Regions from separate parts of the Mus musculus genome. Here region 1 is linked to region 2. The links are chromatin contacts, called in public Hi-C maps. All regions are on one chromosome and are shown on one strand. The core of a region is the stretch at or near the end of the contact, and the rest is flanking DNA. Distances in the headings are between cores, read along the strand shown. Region 1 has its middle 46 kb from the start of Rmdn2. Region 2 has its middle 84 kb from the start of Qpct.

Region 1 (3,655 bases), core at 127-2,626, 430 kb after region 2:
TATCCACCAAGTCACACCACACAACAAACCTCACAGACGAGATTTATTGGGAAAGACACGAGGTGGCTACCTCTGCTGGGCTGTGGGCAGATAGATGCAGCAGGGAATGGGGCAGGAGTCAGGTTTATATAGGGCTTGACGGGGAGGAGTTCCCCGGGGTAGAGATTTGCAGAGTGAGAACTAGTGAGGTTTCAAGTCCTGTACTCGGAGCAAGACCAGGGATTGGTGGGATTTCACAATGAGGGGAATTAGCGCGTTTTTGTGCTCTGAGATTGGTTGGTTTTCGTGCTCATGGATTAGAGGACTTTTATGCTGAGGGATTGGTGGAGTTCTGTTAAGAATTTTCAAGAGGAAATGGGTTAAGACCTTATACCCTACAATTATATCTGGTTCTGGTTCTGGTCTGCGATGCACTTTCCATCCAGCTGTACGGTGAGTGGGTCCACCATAATTCTCTGCCATGATGGACTGAAATCATGCGCTGAAATAAGTCTTTCCTTCCTTAAGTTGCTTCTGTCAGACATTTTGTCACAGTGACTAGAAAAGTAACCAATACAGGATCTGTTCCACCAATGACATATAATATTTTAAGCTACAATGTTACAATTAATTGATCCTTGCAATTGTCATGTAAATTGGTCAAGAGATAAGCAGTTCTGTCTACAGATGAGAGACCCCTGTCATGAAACACTGAGTGACTTACCCAAAGTTCAGGTCACGTATTTGTTTTGTTCTTATTTTACACACTGCATCCTTGTATGCCATCTGGAAGACTCCAGAGCCCATGGGTGAGTGCTTTCGTTTTATTTTCTGGTTTGTTCTTGACAACTAAATTCAGTTGTGATAATATCCATTTTTTTCCTAAAGTTATGGTACAGAAATAAATTGCTTGTGTTGGTAATGAAATTTTACTTTTACTCTTGATAATGAGAACTTGTACCCACTTCTCAACCTTCCCAATGTTGTGACCCTCTTCTATAGCTCCTCAGATTGTGGTGACACTCAACCAAAAAAAATTTTTTGTTGGTATTTCATAACTGTAATTTTGTTACTGTTATAAATCATAATGTACATTTTTTGGAGATAAAGGTTTGCCAAGGAGATTGCAACCCACAGATTGAGAGCCGCTGATCATACTATGGTTTCTCCTAGCATCTCAAATAAACTATGCATAACTCACATAAATGTCCAGCTCAATTATGTGCTTAATTTTAACCTCTCATTGGAATAAAAATATTTACTTTTATACCATTTGTGTGTGTGTGTGTGTGTGTGTTTTGTTCTGATGGTTTTTTTAATGGCTAAAAAAGAAGAGATTGGTATATACAGGGAAATGTTTGTATCTTTTGACAATCAGCAGTGCCATCTACTGTCAAGTACTAAAATTAGGAAGTAGCAACTTGTCATTGAATATCTGGGTTTAGGAAGGGAAAAGCAATTTCATGATCTGGGACTTATTAATAAATATAGATTCTTAGTCATGGTTTTATTTTGTATTATATCCTTAAGCAACCTGTATAGTCATATAGTCATATAGTCATTCGTAATTATGTAATGTTGCAGACCTCCACCTTTGGAAGCAGTATTAATTAAAATAAAAATAAACTCAGGGAACAGCTCAATAGCTACACATTTTCTCTTAGGCACAGCCTTCACATCTGTAAGACTTGAACAATTATACTTAGGAAGTGGTTTTGCTAACTAAACAATGGGTAAAATTTACTTCCAAAGCAAGCATAACAAAAACTTCTAGAGTAATATGGTGTCTGCTTGGGAGGATGGTAGATGCCAGACTATGCCAGGAGCCTTCTTCTCAGCCATCTGAGAGATGGATAGTCTCTAAGATGGCAGGTGCCAATGCCAGGATGATGTAGCTAAGCTAAGGCTGGGAGTAGGTCCAGTTATTCACCTGGTTCCACAGTTATTCTCATCTCATACGTTACATCACAAAACAGGACTCAGAATACCCACCTCATAAATCCCAGGGCATGCTCACCTCAGGTCCTCCAACGAAGACTTGCTTTTTACATGTTAGTATGAATTCTGACCTTTGTACTTGGATAAGTGAACCATATTGCAGATTTGGTCTAAGTTTGCTTACTTGTGTTATTAAAAGAATAAGTCCGGGAATCCTCTAAAATAGTTCATCAAGGCAGAGAAGAGAGGCAGGGGCCAGAGGCAGCTGGTGACATTGCATCTTCAGCCAGGAAACACAGACAGCTGGACATTGGTCCTCATGTCCTGTTCTCCGTCATATTCATTCAGAGCCAGGCCCATGGGAGGATGGTGCCCTCAGTTAGAGCCGGTCTTCCCACTTCAATTAACCTAGTCCAGAAGCTCCCTCGTAGGCACAGGCAGACTTTTAGTATCATGTGATTCTAAGTCCCATCAAATGGACAATGGAGATTTGTGATCACAGGGTAGACAGGTGTGAGACTTTCTTCATCATAAAGGGTCATGGCTGACACTTCTGTACCAACAGCAAACAGGCTTAAAGAAAGGAAGCACCAAATGTCTATTTAATAAAATATGGGGGGTGGAAGCTTTGATAATGAAACTCAAGGACTCAGGAAAAAATGTTTTTTCTTCCTCCTCCTCTTCCTCTTTCCCCACTTCCTCTTTCTCCTCCTACTCCTCCTGCTCCCCTCCCCCTCCTTTTCCTTCCCCCTCTTCTTCTCTGCTCCTCTTCCTTCTCCTCCTCCTTTTCTTCTTCTTCTTTGCTTCCTCCAGGTATTGGAGTCAGTTGTGTGTAAATCTGATTGGAGAACAGAATATAATCTGACACCAGTAGACTGATATCAAGTAGGCAGCCAGCAAAAAAGGTCTGTCCTGATCCTTCTTGGCCTAGCATGAAGCACCCTTTCCTCTTGGGTAATCAGAGTCTGCAAGGAAGAGGAGAAAGAAAATTACCTTTCCAGATGTTATGACTTGCTTTAGAGGACAACAACCCCAATTCCTGTGACTTGATTTAGGCGAGAGGATTTGGAGACAGTAGAGCAGGAGAGAGTCATAGAGACTGTCCCTCTAAGTCTAAGGCCTCCTAGTGTCCTTCAGTAGTTTATAATCCTCATCATGCCAAAACACCATAACGAGAGGCACTGCTTTCTCAGCCCTAACACTCCTACGTGCCAGGTAGAAAGTGTTCTAGGTATGAATGGTAAAACAAAGAAAAAGAGAGAAAAGCCCACCACTGTGGCTTTTGGAGTCAGTGAGGGTACCCAAGTGGTAGCAAGGAATCTACCAAATAAGCTAATAAGAACTGCCATAGAAAAACAGCAAAGCTTAGATACCAAGAAGGACAGGCTCAGAATAATCTCTGTGGACCAATGAGCAAGGAGCTGATGACATGAGGGGGGCATGTTCTGGCAAGAATTCTCTCAGAAAGAGGGAGAAAGCATCAGGGTGCCCCATCACAGAGGTACATTTGGCTCAACAAACACCAAGAGGCAGTCCTTTCATTGTGAGTTGTCATATCTGAGAGTTTGTTTGTTTGTTTCCTTTAGGGTGCTCCATGATCCTACAACTTAAGGTACATGTAAGTGCTGGCCATGTCTGTGCATATAGACATACAGACATGATAGACAAACAGTCTGGTTTTACAGTGTGCCTCAGAACATGTAAAGAAAAGTAGCCAAAATAAAGTTGTCTGTGGCAA
Region 2 (3,360 bases), core at 756-3,255:
TCTATAGATTACATACCACTTTTACCCACCCACTCACATACATCCACTAGATAAAAAATTTTTTTAATTTTATAAAATTATGTCTAGGATACATCTAAATGATGCAGTTGCATAGCTGAATGAAATATGTACAAAAGTCAGAGAAAGCTAAATGTCTCCAGAAACATTAGTGTTGAATGTCTACAGAAGAATTACAGCATTTGGCTTGTTATGACTTGTTCCCTCAAGTAAAGTATTCTAAAGAATGGTGCAATGCATTTCTAAGAGGATCACATGGGGCTGTCAAATGTGTTACATTGTAATTAAACAAAACAAAACAAAACAAAACCAGGCTTTCCCTTTTAGCTCTGTACCAGTTACTTTTTGTTGCTGTGATGAAACATAGTCAAAAGTGAATTATGGGAGGAAGAGTTTTTTTTTTTTTTTTTTTTTTTTACATATGATTCAGGAAGGGGACCAATCAGGTCAGTGGAGGCATGGCAGCAGGCAGATGGACCAGGGAAATTAGCTTCAACATTTTCACCCACATGTAGAAGACAGAGTGAACAGGAAGACGGGGTGAGGCTGTAAGCTCCCCAAGCCATGTCTAGTGACATGCCTGGACTTCCTTCAGTAAGGCTCTGCCTCCCTGAAGAGTACCACCAACTGGGGACCATGTGTTCAAATGCCTTGGGAATGTTTCTCATTACACCCATCCCAAGGTCTAACTTGCATCTCAAAATACAAAAGAGGTGTGTTTTAGGTTGAGAGTCTGAGATTCTGTGAGGGCAAAACAAAGGACCATTAGAAGCTGGAGGAAGCTAGTTGTGAAAGAAAGAAGAGAGGCCTTGCTTTTCTTATTCAATTGTAAAGGGTTTTGCAAATTAACTGAGATATCCAAATGAATTCTGTTCATTTGCAGGCCTGGAGGCTGAAAGTCTCAACTATAAGGTTGGGCAGAGCCTTGTTTCCTCTGAATGCTAAAGAGTTGGAGGCCTTCTCTTTCCTCTCGCTGCTCTGGCAGCCCATGCTTTCTGGGTCTTAGAGCTGTGCACTAGTCCCTGCTTCTGTTCTGGAACCATATTATGTGTGTACCCCAGTTTCTCTTTTCTTAGAAGGAACCATTTCTATTAGAATTATTTCTATTACAGTATAGCCTCATCATTATGTTACATGCGACTGTCCTACTGACAGAGCTACATTTGGAAGTCCATGGGTCAGGTCTTCAATGTATCTTTTTAGAACATATGCTTCAACAGCTCCCTGTAGTTGAGTGGTCTGAGATTTCTTAGGGGAGAGGTGGAGCCTGGATTTCAGCGGAAGCCAGGAGCATGGGGGTAAGGATGACTTGTCTTAGGTTTTCTAAGCCAGAACAAGGGGTTGAAGACTTGGGGCAAGAACTGTAAGGCAACAGGGAAACAGGAAGCTCTGACTCATGTCCTGGGCTTAGACTGGATGCCTCACTGATCAACCCTGGAGAGCTGGCGAGGGACCGATGTTCACTGGAGCCCCGTGCACAGCCTCACTGCCTCTGCCTGGATGCTGCCACTCCGGGCCGTGCATATTCCATCTGGGTTAATGATATTTCAGTTGTTAACTTTTGTAAATGCCATCCCTGGGATAATGACTTAAGTGAACCTTAGCTTTAATTTATTCAGAGACAGAGCAAAAAAAGTTTTAAAATCTGGTAGTAAAGGAAAGTAAAAACAACTTGATGGGAGTATAAATTTAAGAAAAACCTTTTATTTCACTTTTTAAAGTGTAGGTGTGGTTTGAATGCATTTGCTGTCAAGCAGGAGGGCACAATATCCTACTGTGGGTTTGGGACCAGGCACACTGGTACTAGGTCAATATTAAAAGAGAAATAAAAGATTCCAGCTGGCAATTATTACCTACCAGGTGTCCTTTCTCATGAATGTCCTCTAGACTCCAGTCAGGGCACCGGGATGCGTGCCCTAAGTCATGGATGCTTTCTTAGTTTGGACTTTGCCCTGGCCATCTGGCAGGAGAAGGTACAGCTGCTTCCTCCTCATGAGGACAGTGGCACTTTGGCACACATGTACAGAGCATTGCCAGAGGCAAGTGACTCAGGAGTGGTCTGAGCCAGTTTTGACTTCTGCCTCTTTTTTTCCACTTTCTATGTGTTAGTGGCCAACTGACCTAGTTTCTGAGGAAACAAAGATCCATTCATTTACTTTAATAGTGTTTTTTTAAAAACCAGTAAAATTCCATTTAGATTTGTATGTTTTTCAGTTTATATAATTGATTTGAAGGTTACACATGTAAAAATGAATGAGACAGGTATGTAAGTCTGATAGGGTACTTCTGTCTTGCAGACATCTTAAACTTTTAATTCAGTGACCTGAATTAAGAAGTTAATATTGTTGAATTTCCCCTATCTTCATTGCATCACAGGATAGTGAATTAGTCAAGTCCTTGATAACTATCAATACGGATGAGAGATTAGATCACAAAGCTGCTGAGAGTGTATCCGTAAGACCTGGCTAATCTTTAGATTAAAGCTTATGAAAATGTTACCCAGTCTTCAAGTGTAGCTGCTAGACTCCTGGGAGAAGAGGGATCAGACACTGGCTTCCTTCTTGCAGAGTCTACTTTCAAGTAGGGAAAGCAGAGTAGGTTACTAGTACTGTCTATGGGAACCTAGGAGATACAAAAAAGGTGTTATTCATGCTGGGCTGAAGACAGAACAAAGGGTAGAAATGAAGCAACTGGCTTCACAGGTGATGCAGAAATGTGTTGGCATACATAGACATGGATGGCACATCGCTCACTCCCATGCTTCTGGTACTTGAGTTGATAGTATGAATGGAAGTAACTATTATTTTGAAAGGAAGCTGCACCTTCCAATGAAGGCCAATTAATTGGTTAAAACTTCCAAAGATTATAGAGAGTTCGGAATGTTACAAGTCCAAAGTCAGATCTTGGGCCATCTTCAGAGCTCTTCAAACTCATTTATTGACCTCTGTATGAGAGCTAAAGCCTCTGAGACCACATGATAAATCCTTTGGAATATGTGAACAGATAGCTAGACCCACTATCCAAAAGGCTAAAAGTGTCATTAGAAGCTGATAGCAGAGATCTTGAGTTTTGTTTTTAACTTACCTACCCAATGTTTCCACCAATGCGTTTTAAGATGTTTGATCCATGACTTTCTTTATTCTATTTATTATAGAATCTTAATGGAACTGTTTCCCATTGGAACATGGAAATTAGTCTAGCCCACTTCTCTGATCACAGTCACTCATATTTGGCTTCAGAATATCATCCCTCTTAATCCTTTTGAGGTGAGTTATGTGGGTTGTTGTTGTTGATGATGATGGACAGCGGTGGGTGGTGGAAGATTTAGAAGGAGGTAAAGCT

The links. A called contact is a pair of places that touch in the nucleus more often than the background predicts.
Region 1: a Hi-C map of bone marrow-derived macrophages shows a contact between it and region 2, with 34 read pairs. The contact joins two enhancer-like sites. A contact is called at or near these places in 2 of 39 promoter capture datasets (the 3T3-L1 cell line and liver), 1 of 15 datasets of contacts at CTCF or cohesin (the NIH/3T3 cell line), 30 of 484 Hi-C or Micro-C datasets (the C2C12 cell line, the HL-1 cell line, the MC3T3-E1 cell line and 15 more), 7 of 115 datasets of contacts at active chromatin or transcription factors (SST interneurons, embryonic basal ganglia, embryonic fibroblasts and 2 more) and 1 of 9 other capture datasets (embryonic stem cells).

The regions. Positions count from the first base shown.
Region 1 is chr17:79,567,250-79,570,904 of GRCm38.p6, forward strand. No RefSeq gene overlaps it. Among named protein-coding and RNA genes, the nearest start is that of Rmdn2, 46 kb to the right of the region's middle. Within about 2 kb of position 1,377, at least 3 of the 459 cell types and tissues checked have an H3K27ac peak or open chromatin away from gene starts, as enhancers often do. A contact at or near this core is called in bone marrow-derived macrophages, where this site is marked.
Region 2 is chr17:79,134,581-79,137,940 of GRCm38.p6, forward strand. No RefSeq gene overlaps it. Among named protein-coding and RNA genes, the nearest start is that of Qpct, 84 kb to the left of the region's middle. Within about 2 kb of position 2,006, at least 38 of the 459 cell types and tissues checked have an H3K27ac peak or open chromatin away from gene starts, as enhancers often do. A contact at or near this core is called in bone marrow-derived macrophages, where this site is marked.